2 separate regions of the Sus scrofa genome follow, and region 1 is linked to region 2. The links are chromatin contacts, called in public Hi-C maps. All regions are on one chromosome and are shown on one strand. The core of a region is the stretch at or near the end of the contact, and the rest is flanking DNA. Distances in the headings are between cores, read along the strand shown.

What was found. A called contact is a pair of places that touch in the nucleus more often than the background predicts.
Region 1: a contact with region 2 is called in a Hi-C map of fibroblasts, with 2.2 times the contacts expected there. The contact joins two enhancer-like sites. A contact is called at or near these places in 4 of 47 Hi-C or Micro-C datasets (alveolar macrophages, embryonic fibroblasts, fibroblasts and 1 more).

Annotation. Positions count from the first base shown.
Region 1 is chr6:108,308,192-108,312,239 of Sscrofa11.1, reverse strand. The region is part of intron 3 of TMEM241 (transmembrane protein 241); the gene reads left to right. Among named protein-coding and RNA genes, the nearest start is that of TMEM241, 20 kb to the left of the region's middle. Within about 2 kb of position 2,264, at least 6 of the 83 cell types and tissues checked have an H3K27ac peak or open chromatin away from gene starts, as enhancers often do. A contact at or near this core is called in embryonic fibroblasts, where this site is marked.
Region 2 is chr6:108,196,672-108,201,001 of Sscrofa11.1, reverse strand. The region is part of intron 4 of CABLES1 (CDK5 and ABL1 enzyme substrate 1); the gene reads right to left. Among named protein-coding and RNA genes, the nearest start is that of CABLES1, 82 kb to the right of the region's middle. Within about 2 kb of position 2,796, at least 20 of the 83 cell types and tissues checked have an H3K27ac peak or open chromatin away from gene starts, as enhancers often do. A contact at or near this core is called in embryonic fibroblasts, where this site is marked.

The sequences.
Region 1 (4,048 bases), core at 1,015-3,514, 110 kb before region 2:
CTCACTAGGATATTGAGATTATAGTTTCATTTCCTGTTGAAGAAAAAGATTTTTCAAAAGTACTTTAAGAGATGGCAAAAGCACAAAGAAACACAAAGAGACTCTTATTGCTGTGAATAATGGACCGAAGGGAAAGATACTTGAATTTTATACTTAAAACTGAGGGATAAGGGAATACAGGACAATCAAGGGTAAGACATATTTAATAGTGTATTCTTGCTCACCAGAGAACGGAAGGGGAGATGGGGGAGGGACTCTTGGACTCTTATGTCCAGTCCTCACTTGACGTCTCTGTTGCGTGTTCCAAGTTTGTGATTTTCAAGACTGAGCTCATAATTTTCCCAGGCAAACCTCTTCCAGTTTGTTTTATCTCAGTGCACCAGCGTCCATCCCCTTATTCAAACTGGAAACCTGGGAGTCATCTTTGATGTCCTCTATCCCTCAACCTCCAGTGGAAATGATCACCAAGTCCTATTGATTTTTCAAAGTGGTCCATTCTCTCCATCACCATCATTTCTTGTCTGGACCACTGCAGTGTCTACCTACCTGACCTCCCACACTCTCATTCCTAGCCCCATTCCATCCTCTTCTCGATACTGTAGCCAGAGCAGTCCTTCCAAAAATGTAGATCAGATCATCACATCCTTCCTATCCCTGGGTTTCTCTCTCCATCTGCTCAAGCTGAACTTACCTTTTCCCAGTTTCTCCCTGCCACAGGGCCTTTGCACATGCTATATTTGGAAAATTGTATCCCTTCCACTGCTCCATCCCACCCTCTGTACCCAGTTCAGTTTTGGGTTTTATCTCAGCATCACCTATCTGAGGAAGGTTTTCCTATCTTCACTGACTAGGTTGGGTGCCCTTATGGTATATTACAGTCCCTTAGTCTTCTTTGCCTTATTTATCATGTACTATTTTACATTTATTTATATGAACAGAACAAACATGATTCCTACCTTTATGGAACTTACAGTTTGAGTGTTGGGGTACACACTAATATATATGCAGAAGTTCCCTTCTCTGTTAGATAATTAGTGGGTTAATTGAAAGAGATAAATCAAGGAATTATGTGCTGACGAAACAATCTATTTTAATTTAAGATGCATAAATACGCATGCGTTTGCTAAGCTTTTGGTAAGGTTTTTCCTTTGGGTATGGATTATCAGCAATTGTTCCTTTGAGTCTTTTCTTGCATAATCTATATAACATACATATATGCTCTGATTTTTCAGGGGAGTGAGAGTTTTGATACTTTGAAACAGTATAAATGCAGAACCCTTCTCGATTTTTCATCCTTTTTCCTTTTCTCCCCATCCTTTCCTGCTTGTCTTACCTACACCTGTTTCGGCAGCAGTTTTTCCCAGGGATTCCTGTTTATCATTCTCAACTGCAGCAGTGGCTTGCTTGCTTTATTTATTTATTTATTTATTTATCTTTTGAGGGCCGCATCCGCGGCATATGGAGCTTCCCAGGCTAGGGGTCAAATTGGAGCTGTAGCTGCCAGCCTATGCCAGAGCCACAGCAACGCCAGATCTGAGCCTCGCCTGTGACCTACACCACAGCTCATGGCAATGCTGGATCCTTAACCCACTGGTCGAGGCCAGGGATCGAACCTGAATGGTTCCTAGTCGGATTTGTTTCCGCTATGCCACAACGGCAAGTCCTAGCTGTGGCTTTATGTTGGTGTGTGGTGCAGGTGGACCTTGGTCTCACCAGAATCAAGGCTCAGAGGAGCAAGAAAGGGCTCTGTGGCCACTACCTCTCCTGCAGGCCTTGCCCCATTGGCACATGCTGCCCTGGCTCCATCCACCCTGAAGACGGGCCCTGAGTGAAGCAGAGCACCAGTGCCTGGGGAAGCAGAGCACCAGTGCCTGGGTTCTGGGCCATAATCCATGTTTGGAGCCTGATGCTCACATAGCTGCCCTGTAGCATTTCCCCAGAAGTTTCTTTAGTCCAGCTAGACCTGGTTGGACATATTTTTTTCTGGTTAAAGTTATTTCTTTGTCCTACTGTACAGCACAGGGAACTATATCCAGTCTCTTGTGATAGAACATGATGGAAGATAATATGAGAGAAAGAATGTTTATATATGTATGACTACATCACTTTGCTATACAGCAGACATTGGCACAACATTGTAAATCAGCTATACTTAAAAAAAATTTTTTTTAAGTTATTTCTTTGTATGTTAGGGCAGAGAGGTGAAAATACAAGCTGTTCCCTAGCCTTGTTTTCTTTCCTTCACGTCCATGGCTGCTGAGATGCCTTGATGTCTCTTGGAGTATATGAGTCAGCAGGAGTTTTCTTTGTTTAAGAAGGAGTGGAGCATGCATGTTGGGGCCTCACTGACCTTCCTGCCAAAGTACCCGCTGCAGCTGGGCCAGCGCTGTTTCACCCCAAGCACACCTTCCTGCCTCTTCACGCTCCCTGCACGTCATGCTCTGGGCTTCCTTCTCGTGCCTGGCACACTGTGGACCCTGACCCTTCATGTCTAATGGGAAAGCCTTTTCATAGAAGAGGAACAGTTAGCCTGGCCCATTAGTGGGTTTTTTTTTTTGTTTTTTTTTCTTTGGCTTTTGTCTTTCAGGGCCGCATCTGCGGCATGTGGAGGTTCCCAGGCTAGGGGTCCAATCAGAGCTGTTGCTGCTGGCCTACACCACAGCCACAGCAACGCCAGATCCGAACTGCATCTGAGACCTACACCACAGTTCATGGCAACGCCAGATCCTCAACCCACTGAACAAGGCCAGGGATCAAACACACAACCTCACGGTTCCTAGTCAGATTTTTATCCACTGACGGGAACTCTTATTATTATTTTTTTTATTTTTAGGGCTGTACCTGTGGCATATGGAAGTTCCCAGGCTAGGGGTCAAATTGGCGCTGCAGCTGCCAGGCTGCACCATAGCAACTAACGCCAGATCTGAGCCACATCTGTGACCTACACCTCAGCTCACTGCAATGCTGGATCCTTAGCCCACTGAGGGAGGCCAGAGATGGAACTCATATTCTCATGGATACTGGTTGGGTTCATTACCACTGAGCTATGAGGGGAACTCCCTAGCCTGGCTCATTAAGATGGAGGCTGCATTTCCATTCTCTCGTTACTTTTCGGTTGGAAGTACAGATGTCTATGGTTGTTGCAGGACTAGTAATAGCAGAATAGTCCTCAGCTAATTAGTTGCTGGGTCTGCTTCCAGAGCAAAATCATGTCATGTTTGTAGCTTACCTATATGTCAATGTCTGTCTCCCATTAGATGGTGAGATCCTTGAGGATGAAGTATGAGAGGTGGTTCAAAGCAAGGTCCTGAGTCAGACCTAAACTCAAGTTGTGGCTTTGCTGTGACCAGTTCTTCTCACTATAGACAAATTCCTTAAACCCTTTGTGTCTCAGTTTCCTCGTCTACACAAGGGGGATAATAACAGTAACAGTGATAATAACAACAATAACAACACTTCCCTCATGAGATTGTCGTGCAGATTTTAAAAACATTACAGGGGAGAAAACATTCAGCACAGTGCCTGGTTCGTAGCAAGGGCTCAAAAAATGTCACCGACGCTGCTCCTGTTAATGTTAACCCTGGCGGTGTGAACACCTTGCAAGTTGTTCTGAGTTTTGGTTGAATGAATGTGTATAGGAAGTAGCGTTCAAGACCTTATTAAGAGACTAGAAACATTTTCTTGCCGTGTTCTCTGGGAAGGTCTGATGATGGATAGAGTGCCTGCCCACGTTAATAACATTAACAAAGACCATTTCTTGAACAGGCACCATCACAGGAGAGCAGTTCATTGAATTACCTGGGATGATTATGTTATATCTCACTGGGATGGTTTCATTAATTTATATTTATTATTCGAATGACTCCGGGAACTTGAATTAGCAAACCGAATGCATTTATAACTGATGGGGGAAGCCTCTGTAATCAGTTCTCTATATAAAGACCGGGATTTTGCTCTTGAGGAGAGCAGGATGCTATACTGTGTTGAAAAAGCAGTTCCTGATGTGGCCATGATAGAATCAAAGAAATACGCCTTTGGAGATCCTTAG
Region 2 (4,330 bases), core at 1,547-4,046:
AACCTGCAACCTCATGGTTCCTAATCGGATTTGTTAACCACTGAGCCATGATGGGAACTCCTACTATGTAATTTTATATAAGGGACTTGAGCATCTGTGGATTTTGGTGTCCCCCGGGGGCCCTGAGGGATGACATTAACGAGAACCATATGACTTTGCTGTTGTTTGTTTTGATCTACATGAACAGCAACTTCATATTGCGGCACGTAATTTACACACAAGGTAACGGCTCAGGCCTTACCTGTGAGTGTAAAGCAAGCAAGAGATGCGTGTTCTCAATGCCCCAATGTTCTGGAAGCCAAGGACTGGAGTCGACTACAGAAAGGAATTCTCATTGGTGTTGCTGGTTCACCCAAAGAGAATCTTTTTAGAAACGCCAGGGAAAAAGAATTAAGCACAAGTCCCAGAGGAGTAGTGATGAATTCTTGATGTTTTCTTTCTAAGATCATCCTTCTGAATTCTCATTAAAATGGTGCATGGAAATAGAAATATCTCTTTGGCTCAAATGCCAGCATTAACCCTCCAGGACCAGGAGATTGTGCTGGATAACAGAGCTGCAGCTGAAAGTAATTAAAAGCAAACTGAAGTTGGACTTTTCTGTTTCTTTGAAAAGCCTAGAAGATTTTTTTCCCCCAGATACCTCTGGAGTTCAAACATTAATTTATTTATGTTCTACCTCCTTCTAAAAATGGAATGAAGGCAAGTTCAAATACCAGATGTGGATATTGCCCAAAATTGCATGCAGCATGCATTAAGGTTTAAATGCTGTCATTTGCACTCAGAGACAAACAGGGTCAATCAGATCATAGAAGAAAATCTCATTTGGGCAGATATGCTAGGAGACCCCTGGTTAATAAAACCGTGGACAATGCAAAGATATGATTCCTTTTCTTCCACAGGCCTGGGTGACACTGCAACTTGGACTCCTTTAGCTGTGAGAGCTCATTTCTCATTCTATTCAAGTTGGTTAACTTTTGCAGAGGCTGTAGCCACAAACAGGCTTTGAAAACTCAGCACAAAGATTTTTTTACAACATGTGGCCGATGAGGTTGGGGAGCAAGTGGGTTGGGGAGAAGAGGGAGATGAAAGCAGAAGATGAAAATGCTTTGGGGGACACAGCCACCCAATCAGCAGTCACACCCTTAAGCAAGGAGTGGAAATCTAGGTTGGTTCTTCTGGGGGTGTAAACCCATCCTTCACAGGATAGCACTGGAAGTTATTTATTTAACACAGCGCTCTTATAAAAGCCCGTAACATCATGGTTGGAAACCCCCTGGACCACTATCTTAGTTTTGGTTCTCACGGCCATGAATGCACATGATTTCACAACGGTGGAGTCATCTGGTCAGAGCAGATGGCCTCTCTAGATATCCTGGTGCCCAACGGGGGTTGCCCAGGTTGCTATTAACCACACAATGGCCAACTCCTGATTTCATCTTGTGTAACAGACAAAATGATCTTTTTTTTTTTTTTGGTCTTTTTAGGGCCGAACCTATGGCATATGGAAGTTTCCAGGCTAGGAGTCAAATTGGAGCTGCAGCTGCCGACATATGTTATAGCCATAGCAACGCCAGATCTGAGCTGCATCTGTGACCTATACCACAGCTCACGGCAACGCCAGTGAGCAAGGCCAGGGATCGAACCCACATCCTCATGGGTATTAGTTGGGTTCTTAACCCAGTGAGCCTGGATGGGAACTCCCCAAATGGTCTTTCATCTCCTTTTCTAAAGCTCACTGGGCCATAACACATGAACTGATCAGACAAGATTCCCTATTTGATAACCAAAAATTTAAATAAGTCCCTTTCTTTAGGGAGCATATGAACCAATATTGGTCTTAATTAAAAAAAAATACAATTTACATACTTAACACCTGGGAAGTAGATGGGAAAAGCGTGGGTGTGGGATCAATTAAGTAGTTTCCAGGGCTTTCTACTTCCAAGATGGGGATGACCTGACTTCTACCCGGGTCATTCCACTCAGGGTGCTCTAAACTCAAGACACTGGAATGCTGGCCTGGAGCTCCACTGGGCATTTGCTCTTTAAAGGACCACAGTTGATTGAATACTTTGAGATGTAAATAATTTAAAAGCCAATTAAATATTAACAGGATTTCCAGATCCTTCAAAAAGAAAAGGGAGAGAGATTTGCTGCGTAGAAGGCAAAACTTGAGCGCTGTATTAGGAAAGAAAATACCACTTGTGAGCTAATTTTAATTAAGAGATTACACATCTAGAGTTCCCACTGTGGCGCAGCGGAAAAGAATCTGACTAGGAACCATGAGATTGTGGGTTTGATCCCTGGCCTTGCTCAGTGGGTTAAGGATCCGGCGTTGCCGTGAGCTGTGGTGTAAATCACAGATGAGGCTTGGATCTGATGTTGCTGTGGCTGTGGCGTAGGCTGGCGGCTGTAGCTGTGATTGGACCCCTAGCCTGGGAACCTCCACATGCCTCAAGTGCGGCCCTAGAAAAGCAAAAAAAAAAGAGGTTACACATCCACTGGAACTCAACCATAGCCTAAGAGGTCCTGTTTGTCGCCTCTTCCAACGTGGTGCCATCTTGGACTGGATCTGCTTCCTTGTCTCAGAGCAGAATGTTATAACATCACAGCCCGTGGAACAGGGCCCAGAACTGACAGGAAAAAGCAAAATCAAAGCAGCTTTCAGTCTAAAGTCCAGCCCCTCTCACACTCAGCACTTCATTGATAAACCACCCCTCCACCCCCTTAGGGTAAGTGAAAGACAATGAAGGGACCTTAACGCAGCTAACACCAAAATCTTTGTCTAAAGGCAGCGCCTATAAACAGCGGGGTAATCGCATGATTCATCCATGAGATCATTCCTGAATCTGCCTCTCTGTGGAAATTTGCTTGGTGTGAGGAAAGAAACACAATTTGTGAATGTGCAATTTTCCACAATGAAAAGAGATGTGTTTTTTGGGGAGGGGGGCAGGGGGAATGGGAGGGGAGGAAGGGGAGGATGGGCTGGGAGTCAGGCAGGCAGCATTTCAGCTTGAAGGCCCTCTCTAAGAATAGAAGAAGCTGTTCTCCTGTCACAAAATGATCAACTCAGGAAATGGACCCAAAAGGATGACCTCATCTGAAATGCCCCAATGCCAGAAAGCTAAGGACAGAAACGCCACGTGGAAACCACTATTTTAAAACATGCCCCCGAGAGATACGTTGGGCTGCACTGGGAAGCCCTTTTCTTCATCACACCGTCTGATACATTGAGTAAAACTAACCGAGTGACTGTCATTCAATCAGGTATGGTTACCTAAATGGGTTTGTAACTATACCCACCTTCAGAAACTTTTTTATTTTTTGTTGAAATCACTAACTTGGTTCTTTTACATAGCCCTGAGTCACAAGTTAACTGGGTTCATTATTCCTTCTGGTTGGATCCATACATACAGAAATACCTACTGATGACCATATGTTTCAGGAAATAAGAGCCTATGGGCACCCATTTCACCCCCCTGATGCACAAGGACAAACCTGGGACTGGTCCTCAATGCAAGGCCTGCATCTCTCACTCACTAGTGGGTTCTTATCCAAAAGCTCTTGAGTCGGCCCTCTGGAGCGCAACATGCATGTTCCCACAGACACGATGTTCTAACAGCGATGAGCCTACACAGTGCCCTTTCGGCCCTCAATATAACAGAACTAGCCCAACAGCACAAGCAGGAGCTGTGGCTGTAGGAGCACTGGGTCAGAGGGTGGAAGAGGTCAAGAAATAAGAGAAAGTTGGGTTTCTTGTGGTTTCCCAGTTTGGGGCTGACACTGTAACAACAGAAAGGAGGTCATGTTTGCATTATTTCCACCGCTCTCTCTGAGCCTCCTCTTCCTTCTTAGGACTCCAGGGGCCTTCCTCCCAAGCTGTTCCTGTTTTTCACAATTTCCTCTCTACTTCTGAACCCACAGATTCCTTTACAGCTCCCAGATTTTCCACGCCTGGTCCCATGGCAATGGCACAGCTGCCCAGAGGATGGGGTGAGGGCTGAGGCGCGTGAGGAGGGCGGTGGTCCTTGAAGGGCGGAGGGGCTGTTAATCAAGTGGGGCCTGCCTACCTAGGAAAGGCAAGCACGTTGCTTGCAATTCATTTTATAAATGGAGGGTCACCAAGCCAAACCACAAATCCACGCTAGAAAAGAGAAGGCAGTGACTAATGTGGATAAAAGGCAAAAAGACTCAGCCGGGCCTTGGCAAGGGTCGGTGGAGAGAAGAGATGCTGGTTTTAGGCTGGGACTCTTCCCAGAAAATGGCATAATTTACAAGCTTAATCTGAGAAGAGTGTTTACAGCTATGGGAAAGGTTTGATGTTACAGTTATA